Regions from separate parts of the Sus scrofa genome. Here regions 1, 3 and 4 are each linked to region 2. Evidence: chromatin contacts called from public HiChIP or PLAC-seq data. All regions are on one chromosome and are shown on one strand. The core of a region is the stretch at or near the end of the contact, and the rest is flanking DNA. Distances in the headings are between cores, read along the strand shown.

Region 1 (2,700 bases), core at 145-2,644, 160 kb after region 2:
ACTGTCCCGTCTGAGCAGAATTTTCGGAGCTGGTGGGGGACACCACTTCAGCTTCTCCCCAGGTTGCTGGCAGCCGCTCAGGGCGCCAAGCTTTCCTCTCTACCAACCCTTGCCTCTCGAGGACTGGCTTTTAAGTGGCGAGCAGCCAGACCTGAGCTGGAAAACTGAGACTGGGTTGCATGCGTCTTTTCAGGTTAGTGTTCTCAGGTTTGTCAGACAAGTGTCCAGAAGTGGAATTACTGGATTGTATGGTAGCTCTATTTTTTACTTTTTTTTAGAAATCTTTGTACCCTTTTCCATAGTGGCTGCACCAATTTCCTTTCCCCCCAACAGTGTATAAGGACTCCCTTTTCTCCACACTTTTTTTTTTTAGGGCTGCACCTGTGGCGTAAGGAAGTTCCCAGACTAGGGGTCCGTCAGAGCTGCAGCTGCTGGTCTACACCACAGCCGTCCCCCTGTGGTTTTGATCTGCATTCCCTTGATAGTTGGTGATGGCGAGCATCTTTTATTTTATTTTTTAAGTGTCATTGAAGGACAGTTGATTTACGATGCCGTGTTAAGATGCTGAGCATCTGTCCGTGTACCTGTTGGCCCCCTGCATGTCCTCTTTGGGAAACTGTCTATTGAGATACCCTATTTTTAAATTGGATTGTTTGCTTTTTGATATTGAGTCATATGTGTTCTTTATACATTTTGGATATTAACACCTTATCAAATATATGATTTGCAAATATTTTCTCCCATCTGGTAGGTTTGCCTTCATTCCTTTTCGCTGCTGAATAACAAACACTCTACTGTGTGGGCCACACGTGTATGCGTGTGTTCCACACCTGATAATAGTTACTGAGCACTGCTCAGGGGCCCCTTGCTGTCCTAAGAGCTTTACACATATTACCTGCTCAAACCTCACAACAACCACGTAAGGAGGGCCTACCATTATCCCCACTTTGCAGATGAGGAAACTGAGGCCCAGAAAAGCAAAGCAATGTTTTTTGTTTGTTTGTTTTTGTCTTTTTAGGGCCGCACCCACAGCATGTGCAAGTTCCCAGACTAAGGGCCGAATCGGAGCTGTAGACACCAGTCTACACCACAGCCACAGCAACACCAGAACCAAGCCGCGTCTGCGACCTACACCAAAACTCACGGCACTGCTGGATCCTTAACCCACTTAGTGAGGCCAGGGCTCGAACCTGCAACCTCATGGTTCCTAATCGGATTCATTTCCGATGTGCCACGACGGGAGCTCCAATTTTTGTGAAGCCACACAGCTGGTAGTTGGGGGTGGGGGGCAGGGTGTAAAACCAGACTGCCTGCCTCTGAGCCCACACCCTGAGCCTGGGAGGCTTGTATTTGAAAATGTAAACAAACGTTTTTTCCCTTGTGAGCCACACAGCAGAGTGACGTCTCCCCCCGCCCCCCCCACCCCCCGCCCCCGAGTTTCCTTTTGTCCTGGCTTCTTCACAGCCTGGGAGGGCAAGAAACCCCAGAAGCATCTGGTCTCTTTGTTTGCTTTACAGTCGGGACAAAGGATCCAGGGAGAGAAGTGACCCCCCCGCCCCGACAGCTAACATTGCCTTAGGTGACAGATGTGGGTTCAGACCTACTTGGAGGACCCCACCTGGTCTCCAAACCGCAGAACCATCACCAAGAGTCTGCACAAGCCCTGGCCTTTCGCCAACGGTCACCAGGAAGTGAGCCTCTGCCCACAGCGTGCTGGGCGGTGCCCACTGCCCAAGGCACCTCCCGCCTGACCATTCGTTCTTCTGAGGGCGGTTTCCTTCTTCCCCACTGCTGCTTTGGGGGAAAGAAAACGGCTGGACCCCAAAAGCCTGGGAGCAGCGCCCCCAGGGAGCAAAGGAGCGCCCCCCCGCCACCCCCCGCCCCGGCTCCTGGCGGATCACGGGACCGGGGAGGACGTCGCCTGCGGTGGCAGCTGCCCATGTTCCCCCGACTTGGCCGACAGACAGGCTGGCCTTGGCCAGAAATTACACGTTTTGAAGCTGTCCCTGGACCAGAAGCCCCGAGACTGTGCCGTGTTTGTGGCTGGTGTTTGACTTCCCCTTGCAATTCCTTGAATTCCCCTTGCGTTTCTTTTTCCCCTCTGGGTTTTGCTTTGTTTTGTTTTGTTTTAAATGTTTCATTATGGAAAATATGTTTGCTGTAGGAAAGTGAGAAACTACATTAAGCCTAGGAAGAGTCTGCAACATCCCAGTTCCACTCTGCAGGGAGGAAGTGAACCAACCCGATCTGGGCAGAAGGATGACCCTCGCTGGCATGAAGCCAGCGGCTCTGAGGCGCCCTGACTCATCAGTGAAGTAGAAGCCAGGAGGGTGGCCAGCCTGGAAGAGGCGCCGGGCGGCGCGGCGGGCTGTGCAAGCATGACCCAAGCGCTTTCACATGAAGGCCCAAGGCCGCCTTTGCAAAGATTTTCCCCCTTCCATTCCCCAGGTACCCCCACTGTTATCACCTTCCCAGGCTCATATGCAGATGTTTTCCATAGATTTGCCAAATCTATTCAATTTTCTTGCTAAACTCATGTTAGTTTTTGTGTCTTTTCTTCTTGCTTCCCCTGTAAGGACCCTTATCTACCCTCCGTCTGAGGTCATTTCAGAACGAGATGCCTTCCCCAAACCAGTTGTTCAAAAATAAAATAATCAAAAGACTGACCTCCTGTAGAGACACAATGATGAGGTGACGGTT
Region 2 (2,700 bases), core at 166-2,665:
CAGTGCTTAGCAAATTGATTGGATGAAGGCGATTTTCTTTTCTTTTTCTTTTTGATTTACTACTTTTTTTCTTTTTATGGCCACACCTGCAGCATATGAAATTCCCAGGCTAGGGGTCGAATCAGAGCTGCAGCTGCCATCCTACACCACAGCCACAGCAACGTCAAATCTGAGCACCACCTGGGACCTATGCTGCAGCGTGTGGCAACACTGGATCCTTAACCCACTGAGCGAGGCCAGGGATCGAACCTACACCTTAATGGATACTAGTTGGGTTCTTAACCCACCGAGCCACAACGGGAGCGCCTTTAAAAATTATAGTTGATTTACAATGTTGTGTTAATTTCTGCTGTATGGAGAAGTGATTCAGATATATCTTTACTTTTTTCCATTATGGTTTATTACAGGCTTTTGCATGTAGTTCCTTGTGCCAAACAGGAGGACCTTGCTGTTTATCCGTTCTACATACAATAGTTTGCATCTGCTAATCCCAAACTCCCACCACCCCCCTCCCCCTTGGTAAAAGGCATAAAGTGATTTAAGGTTGAGCCTTGCGGTGGTTCACCTACATAGTAGGAAAGGAGATAATTTCCTCATTTATGCTTTCCCTGTCACAATGTTCGTGCTTGTTCTTAATTTCTTCTTTTTCCTTAATTACAAGCCCAAAGATGACAGCTCAGCAAGGAGAGGCGTTTTTCACTCTGCTCTGTCTGAACTACAGCATTCCATGTCCTACATATGGCTTTTCCCATTTACCACGGTGTTTTGAGTTGAATCCTGGCAGGCGGTTTTGGGCTCTCAGCCTTGGAAAACAGCCCTTGGAGGGGGGTGTCATTAGCCCTGCCGCGTCGATGATGGAGAAACAAGTCCCCTAACACAGGACACTTGAAGACAGTCACCTAGAAGGCGGAGTGGCAGCGCTGTTTTTCTTGCTGAGCACAGCATCCTCACCCCTTAACAGTTACCTGGTGTTTTTGTTCTGTTTTGTTTTTACGTGGAGAAGCGAGTGCCTTCGCTTAGGGTCTGTGAATCCCAGAACCTATGAGCTTCTTCCGAGATGGCAGCCACAGCAATCACCAGATTTGCGTGAGGGTCCGCCGTGGACAAAACGCGGCTCATTCACTGAGTCAGCCAACTAGGTCACTTTGCAAGGGTTAACAACGCGCATAAATACAGTGAACACTGAAGCCGGCCTGCAGACGTGGCCGGGTCCCGGGAGACGGGAGAGGGCTGGGGGTGCGGGCGGAGGGGACGGGGTGGCGGCCCCGCGGCTTCTAGGCGGACGCCACCCACAGCCCGAAGCCATTTCCAAAAATCACGGAAGCATCCCTCCAGGGTACCAGGCCCGCCCACGCACCTGGAGGCGCATGCGCGCCTGACCGGAAGTGACGGCGTTCCACGCGCCGCCCCCAGAGCGTATTTCCGGCGCGCCTCCGGCCGCCCGCTCCTCAGCTACCGTCCCGGCGCGGCCCTGGCGCTTGTTCGCACCCGGCGAGATGGGCAAGAAGGGGAAGAAGGAGAAGAAGGGCCGCGGGGCGGAGAAGACGGCCGCCAAGATGGAGAAGAAGGTGTCCAAGCGCTCGCGGAAGGAGGAGGTGAGTGGGGCCGGCGGACAGGCCCCCGCGCGGGCCGCCCGGCTCCTCGGTTGGCCTCCTTCGTCCGCGGTCGCAGGCGTTGCCGGGCCGAACGGGCGCGCCTCTGTAAGCGTCAGTCCAAGTCTTTAAAAGTGGGTGGAAGATCCTCACGGCAGCCCTGAGCTGGGAGCGTCTGTGGAGGCAGCAGGTGGAACTGCGGGACGTTCCCTAACAGTTGCTGGCAACCCCCTTCCTCCTGTCTCTCCCTCCTCCTGAGCAGGATCAGCGGTGACCTTAGAGGCGAGCTTTCCGCTCCCTATTGATCCTTACTCTCGGGCTCCCTAACCTGGGGCGACTCACAGTGGTTAATGGGTGTTTGCTGTGTGTCAGGAGGGTGCTCTCACAACCAAGCCCGTTAGGGAGTTTTGCTAACAGGTGACACAGCTGTGCAGTGGCTTGGAGTTGTAATTGGACCAGACGTCCCTTATTCCAGAGTTCTTGGCCACATTCCCATACTCATGTCTTCCTAAGTCGCTCATGTCTCGCTTCCCTCACCTGTTCAGTAATGGGGTTGGGCGTTACCTCCCATTGTCTCCCATTGTTTCTCATCTGGGGGGCCAAGCGGGGTGGTCTTGGGGGACAGCTTGGAGTTCTGTCCAGCACAGAGCTCATGTCTCAGATACCTCATTGACTTTCACCCAGACCCCCCCTCCCCCCCTTTCAGTGTCCTCTTGAAGCCCCATGTCTTCCCCCTGCCCTGGAGACCTGCATCACGTGGGCTCCACGTGCTCTCCAGCGCTCTCCCTGCGTTCAGCCCCTCCAGCCACACCACCTTGAGGCTTCCTCTCAGATGCTTCCTGGCTGCCCTCGCCTGGTGGGCGTTAGTGTTCTCAGCACTGGGGCTGATAAAGCGGCCGGCTCTCCGGACCTGCTCTGTCCCTCACCTTCTTCCCACCTCAGTCTCATCTGCCCTTCACAGACAGATCGTGCATCCCTGGGGGTGGGGGGCCCTCATCCTGCCCTGCGCAGAAATCGTCATTGGCTTTAACTTCTAATTCTGTTTCTGCGCTTGTGAAATTGGAGACCTCCTCACACAGATAAGCTGCAGCTGATCCTTGCTGAGCCT
Region 3 (2,700 bases), core at 30-2,529, 130 kb before region 2:
GGGAAAAGAAAAGCCATTAGGAGCGCTAGAAAACACAAACAGCTCACAGGGTGGTATCGGCCGACTTATGGTCCGATCCAAACGAGTTTCCTGAACACGGTGCACTCTGGGCAGAGGAGAGATGGGATCTGACATAAAACGCCAAGTCATTCTATGTGACAAAAAGGCAGCAAGTCAAGAACGTATAAACTGGTAACCTCGGCTTATTGTTTACACCACGGAGCTAAGTCTCCAGCAGCGGCACAGAACGACGGCCCGGGAACTGCTGCTTCTCGGCCGAGGTTTCCCAGGGACGCTTTCCCCGTGGACGTTCCCTTATCAAAGCACTAAATGTACGTGCGGTTCAGGAGCGTGGGGTTGAGACACGTCCCCCCGGCCTGCGTGTCCTGGCGGGCCCCTTGACCTGCGTGGGTCTCCGTCAGCCCCTCTCACCTGCCCGGCTCGCCGAAAGGCTGGCCGTCCCCGCCACCGCACAGGACCCGCGAGTGACAGCCGTCCCTAGAAATGAGAGCCCACGGGGACAGAGCCCCGCGTGCCAAGAACACGCACTTATTTTAACTGCGAGACCAAAGGAACCGGAGCGGAGCACGCGGGGGGCAGGGCGCGGGCACTGCGGCGGCGGCGGCCCCCGGGCGGCACCGCGGGCACCTCGGGCCCCTCACGCGGCCGGACCACCCGCCCGCCCCCCAGGCTCCTGCCCCCGCACTTCCGGCTACGGGCCCGGCCCCGGGAAGGCCCGGCTGCCCCGCAGCCGCTCTCCCGCAGCCCGCGCCGGAGCGGCCTCCCCGCCGCCCGGCCCACCCGCGGGGCCGCCCGGCGAAGGCGAGGTCGCGTCCCGGAGGAGAGGCGGCGCGCCCCCGCCCGGCCCGCGGCCCGGACACCGCGGGACGAGGTCCCGGAAGGGAGGCCCGCGCCGCGCCGGCTCCAGCTCCGGCTCCGGGACAGGCCCGCGGGGGCGGCGGGAGCCCGGCCGGGCCGGGGCGCGGCGGGCCGGCGGCCGGCAGGGCTGAGGCGGGGGCGCCCAGGGCGGCGGGCCGTTGGGGCCGGGCCCCCGCGTCCGGGGGCGGGGGCGGCGGCGGCGCGGGCGCGGCGGCCGGAGGAGGGCGCAGGGAGGAGGGAGGAGGGGAGATCTCGCTCTCGCTCTCGCCCCGCGGGAAGGGGGAGGTGGAGACGCGACCGGCTGCGGGAGCTGCAATTACCGTGTGGGCTGCGGAATTCTCGTGGTGTTTGTCGGGGAGATGCGATAATGGCGTCCGTCCTCGCGAGAGAAGCCGCCGCACTGCGCAGGCGCCGCGAGTCCCTCCCCACGGCCCTCCACCCCGCGCCGTCTGCGCAGGCTCCCGGGCGGGCGCGCCGGGTGCAGGGGCGGGGCCTGCCGTGCGAGGCCTTCCGCGCGCGCTTTCGCCGGCGCCGACGACCGCCGGGCATGCGCACGCGTCCCGCTCCCCCGCCGCAGTTCGGGCCCCCGGGCTGCTTACTTCACTGTCGTGCGCTCGGGCTCCCGGATAATCCCGGAGAAATCACGTCGGTAGGCTGTTCGAAGAATTTGCATTTTCTTTGAGGCGGAATGACTAGGAATTAGCCACCCCTAAGACTACATGTCCCGGAGGGCTTTGCGCGAGCCTTGAGCAGTGCATTCTGGGATTCGTGGTCCCTGCATCTGCGCCAAGCCTGCCGGTATTTGTGGTCTCGCCCGCGCTCGGGTCCCTCGTCCCTCGCCGCAAGCGGAATGCTGGGACTTGTAGTTCAGATGCCTGGCCCGCTGCCCCAGGCGTGTCCAGGAATCGCTCCCACCGCCGCTGTGGCGGCGTTCCTCCGAGTAACGGGGTATGCTTAGGCGTCCTCAGGGTCTCCACAGGCTCGAGTGCACGCGCGTGGAAAAGTGCGTATTAATTATACGTGATATAGGGGTTCCTGTTGTGGCTCAGCAGTAACGACCAGGACTAGTATCCATAAGGATGAGGTTCGATCCCTGGCCTCACTCAGTGGATTCAGGATCTGACGTGGCTGTGGCTGTGGCTGTGGTGTAGACCAGCAGCTGCAACTTTGATTCCATCCCTAGCCTGGGAACTTAGGTATGCTGTAGGTGTGGCCCTGAAAAAAAAAAATTATACATGATAATATGTATTCTGTGTAATTGGTAAATAAATATGTGCATATGTAATATGTAGACTGTTGCGTATTAATGTAATCATAGTTATATGTGAACATAAACATAGGACATATGAATATCTATATGTTTATTTTGCATAAAAGCACAATTGTGGGTACCCATAGGGAAAAAATCCCCAAACTATAGGTAATTCCCAAAAATAGTATTCCTGCTTAATGGTATTGTTTTTCTTGTGTGCTTGTATTACCGCTGCTTTTCTTTCTTTCTTTTTTTTTTTTTTTTTTTGTCCTTTTGCCTCTTTTTCTAGGGCCGCTCCCGGGGCACATGGAGGTTCCCAGGCTAGGGGTCTAATCGGAGCTGTAGCCGCAGGCCTACGCCAGACCCACAGCAACGCAGGATCAGAGCCGCGTCTGCGACCTACGCCACAGCTCACGGCAACGCCGGATCATCAACCCCCTGAGCAAGGCCAGGGATCGAAGCCACAACCTCATGGTTCCTAGCTAGATTCGCTAACCCCTGCGCCACGACGGGAACTCTGACCGCTGCTTTTCATTTCTCTTCTTTATGCTTGCCTCTGAGTTGTTTAA
Region 4 (2,700 bases), core at 69-2,568, 220 kb after region 2:
TTCCTCCTGCTCCCTGACCCTGGCCGGTGTACTTGCAGTCTCTCGGTTCTCTGAGCTAAGGAAGTAACCCGCTGAAAGGAGGCCGACTTAATGGCTCCATTTGGGCGAGGTTTCTGCACAAACCTTGTTCCCGTCACACCCTGAGGCAGGCCAGCCGACTCAGAGGTGCGGGCGCCCGGCCTCTGTGAGCTCACGACCTTCTCACCGGGCCCAGGGGGCGGTTGTCATCACCCTCCCTTTCGCGGGAGGCGCCCGGGGCTCAGAGAGCGCAAGCCACTCGCCCAAGGTCACACAGCTTCGCAGAGGCCGAGCGGGGACGGCGACGCAGGCGTCCGGAGGCCCGCTCCAGCGGCTTTTCGAAGACACTCGCTACCTCCCTATTGTGACGCTCAGGAATAAAGCAGGAAAGCTGGACGCCGGCCTTCACCTAAAACAATGCTCCACGCAAATCTGCGCGAACAAAAGCAGCCAGAAATCCGCCCCGGGTTTTCCGCACGCCCGGCCCGCCAGCCAATGGACTCCACCGGTCGCCGAGGGGCGGGCCGGGGCGGTCCCAACGTGATCGACAGCCCCCGGGAGGCGTGGTCTGCGCAGGAGCGAATCGGATTGGGGACCCGGAACAATCAAGGTCCGAGAAGACGCAGCCTGAGCCAATCAGCGAGGGGGGCGGGCCCGGACTCCCGGCTGTCGCGAGAGGCGGCCACCCCGCCCACTTGCGCCTTGTCCCGGCGCCCGTCAGCAGCGAGCGCAGCGCTCGGCCCGGATCCGTCCGCGGCGCGGGGAGCAGAGGCGCGAGGCCGCGGCGAGTGCCGGCGCAGATCCCTCCGCCGCCGCCCGCTTCCGAGCCCCGCTCCGAGCGCCGCTGCCGAGCCCGCCGCGGCCTCCGTCCCGGGTAACGGCCGTCGGCCCAGCGCGGCGGCGCGGCGGCATGGCCCGGGCGGCTCCGTCGGGGGGCGGCCCGCAGTGACAGACCCTGCGGCGCGGGGGGAGATGGGGGCGGCCGCCTCCCGGGCGACGACGACGACGACGAGGAGCAGCCGCCGCCGCCGCCGCCGCGCACCGGCCGCCGCCGGGGACGGGCGCGGGCCAGGAGCCCGCCCGTGAGCGGGGGGCCCGAGGTCGCTCGCCGCCCCCGGCCGCCCCGGCCGCCCCGGGCCCCCCCGGCGCCCCGCGCGCGCCCGCCCGCCGGCCCCTGGCGGGGGTCTCGCCCGCGCCGCGCGCCCCCGTTCCCGTCCCCGGCCCGGGCCCCGGCCCCGGCGCGGCCCGCAGCGCCCGGCCGCCCTCGCCCTCGCCCGGCCGCGCCCCCCCCGCCCCCGCCCGCGCCCCCGGCCCCGGCCTCGGCCCCGGGCGGCGGCCCCCGGCCCCGCGTGGCGGCGCGGCGCGGGCGGCAGCATGGTGGAGAAGCGCTGCCCGCTGCAGAGGGACGGCGTGTACCGCTGGTTCTCGGAGCTGCCGTCGCCGCAGCGCGTGGAGTTCCTGTGCGGCCTGCTGGACCTGTGCATCCCGCTCGAGCTGCGCTTCCTCGGCTCGTGCCTCGAGGACCTGGCCCGCAAGGACTACCACTCGCTGCGCGACTCAGAGATCAAGGCCAACAACCCGGCCGACCTGGGCAGTCTCACCAACCTGACGGACGAGGTGGTGCGCAGCAAGCTGCTGGTGTCGCTGGCGCTGCTGGGCTCGGAGCAGCGCGAGGCGGCGGGCGTGCTCTACCGCACGCTCACGCACATCGACTCCATCATCCACAACTACGGGCTGCAGCTCAACGAGGGCCGCACGGGCGATGAGTTCCTGCTGCTCTTCACCATGGCCTCCAACCACCCGGCCTTCAGCTTCCACCAGAAGCAGGTGCTGCGCCAGGAGCTCACGCAGATCCAGAGCAGCCTGAGCGGCGGCGGCGGCGGCAGTGGCGGCGGTGGCCCCGGGGGCAAGAGCGCGCTGCCCACCTGCCCGGCCTGCCACAAGGTGCGTGCCCGCGTCCCAAGCTTCCACCCAGCCAGCCATCTCCCGGCCGGCCCAGCCTCCCACCTCGCATGTCACTCGGTGCCCCGCGCCTCAACGCCTGTCCCCACCTCGCACGCTAAACGCGAACCCCGAGACCCCGCCGGGCACCCCGCGCCCCTTTGGGGCCCGTCGAGCCGGGGGAGGGGGCTCCGCGGTCGGGGGAAGAACGCCCCGGGCGTTCGCGGCCTGTCCGAGCCCTTGGTACACCTCTTCCGCTGGAAGCGAGATAAGGCCTTTGTCCCCTTAATCGGGCTCTTGGGCGACAGATAACCGTTACACATTGTGTCGCCTTGGTATTTCCAAATCTGGTGTTTATTATCGGAAAAGGAAGCTGCTAGCGAGCTGGAGATTAGAGGGCACTGAACCTTAGAAGACAGCGGCGGGGCGCCACGCGGGGACCCCCAAGGCCTAGATGCCCGTTTCCCCGGCAGGCTCGGGGCTGGTGTCAGGGGCGCGAGGCTGGGGTCGGCGTCGGCTGCAGACCGCCGTGTGCACGTGTGTCAGTGTGTGCGTGTGCATGAGTCCACGTGTGCTTGAATTAATATGCATTGTGGATGGATCTGTGTGTGTGCACGTATGTATGTATATTTTTACGAAGGTGTATGCATATCCGTGTTTATATTGTGTGTGTTTGAAAACCAGGCTACTAAAAAAACAAACCAAAAAACAACCCTCCCCCCCCCAAAAAAAACCAGGCTA

What was found. HiChIP or PLAC-seq counts read pairs in DNA pulled down with a chosen protein or histone mark.
Region 1: an H3K27ac HiChIP or PLAC-seq map of alveolar macrophages shows a contact between it and region 2. The contact joins the enhancer-like site here to the promoter of KLHDC4 in region 2. A contact is called at or near these places in 2 of 5 promoter capture datasets (fetal skeletal muscle and liver), 17 of 47 Hi-C or Micro-C datasets (alveolar macrophages, brain, embryonic fibroblasts and 10 more) and 2 of 2 datasets of contacts at active chromatin or transcription factors (alveolar macrophages and skeletal muscle).
Region 3: an H3K27ac HiChIP or PLAC-seq map of alveolar macrophages shows a contact between it and region 2. The contact joins the promoter of BANP here to the promoter of KLHDC4 in region 2. A contact is called at or near these places in 1 of 47 Hi-C or Micro-C datasets (blood) and 1 of 2 datasets of contacts at active chromatin or transcription factors (alveolar macrophages).
Region 4: a contact with region 2 is called in an H3K27ac HiChIP or PLAC-seq map of alveolar macrophages. The contact joins the promoter of ZCCHC14 here to the promoter of KLHDC4 in region 2. A contact is called at or near these places in 1 of 47 Hi-C or Micro-C datasets (liver) and 1 of 2 datasets of contacts at active chromatin or transcription factors (alveolar macrophages).

What each region holds. Positions count from the first base shown.
Region 1 is chr6:1,786,772-1,789,471 of Sscrofa11.1, forward strand. All of the region lies in intron 2 of LOC106510444 (a long non-coding RNA gene), which reads right to left. Among named protein-coding and RNA genes, the nearest start is that of JPH3, 21 kb to the left of the region's middle. Within about 2 kb of position 1,395, at least 27 of the 83 cell types and tissues checked have an H3K27ac peak or open chromatin away from gene starts, as enhancers often do. A contact at or near this core is called in alveolar macrophages, retroperitoneal adipose tissue and subcutaneous adipose tissue, where this site is marked.
Region 2 is chr6:1,625,639-1,628,338 of Sscrofa11.1, forward strand. KLHDC4 (kelch domain containing 4) reads left to right here and starts at 1,416. Exons shown (of 12, transcript NM_001243840.1): 1 at 1,416-1,595. The coding sequence starts at 1,497.
Region 3 is chr6:1,494,205-1,496,904 of Sscrofa11.1, forward strand. It overlaps BANP (BTG3 associated nuclear protein), which reads right to left and starts at 1,280. Exons shown (of 14, transcript NM_001244650.1): 1 at 1,200-1,280. CA5A (carbonic anhydrase 5A, mitochondrial) reads left to right here and starts at 1,411. Exons shown (of 9, transcript XM_021093673.1): 1 at 1,411-1,528.
Region 4 is chr6:1,848,656-1,851,355 of Sscrofa11.1, forward strand. It overlaps ZCCHC14 (zinc finger CCHC domain-containing protein 14), which reads left to right and starts at 1,319. Exons shown (of 12, transcript XM_005664297.2): 1 at 1,319-1,962. The coding sequence starts at 1,393.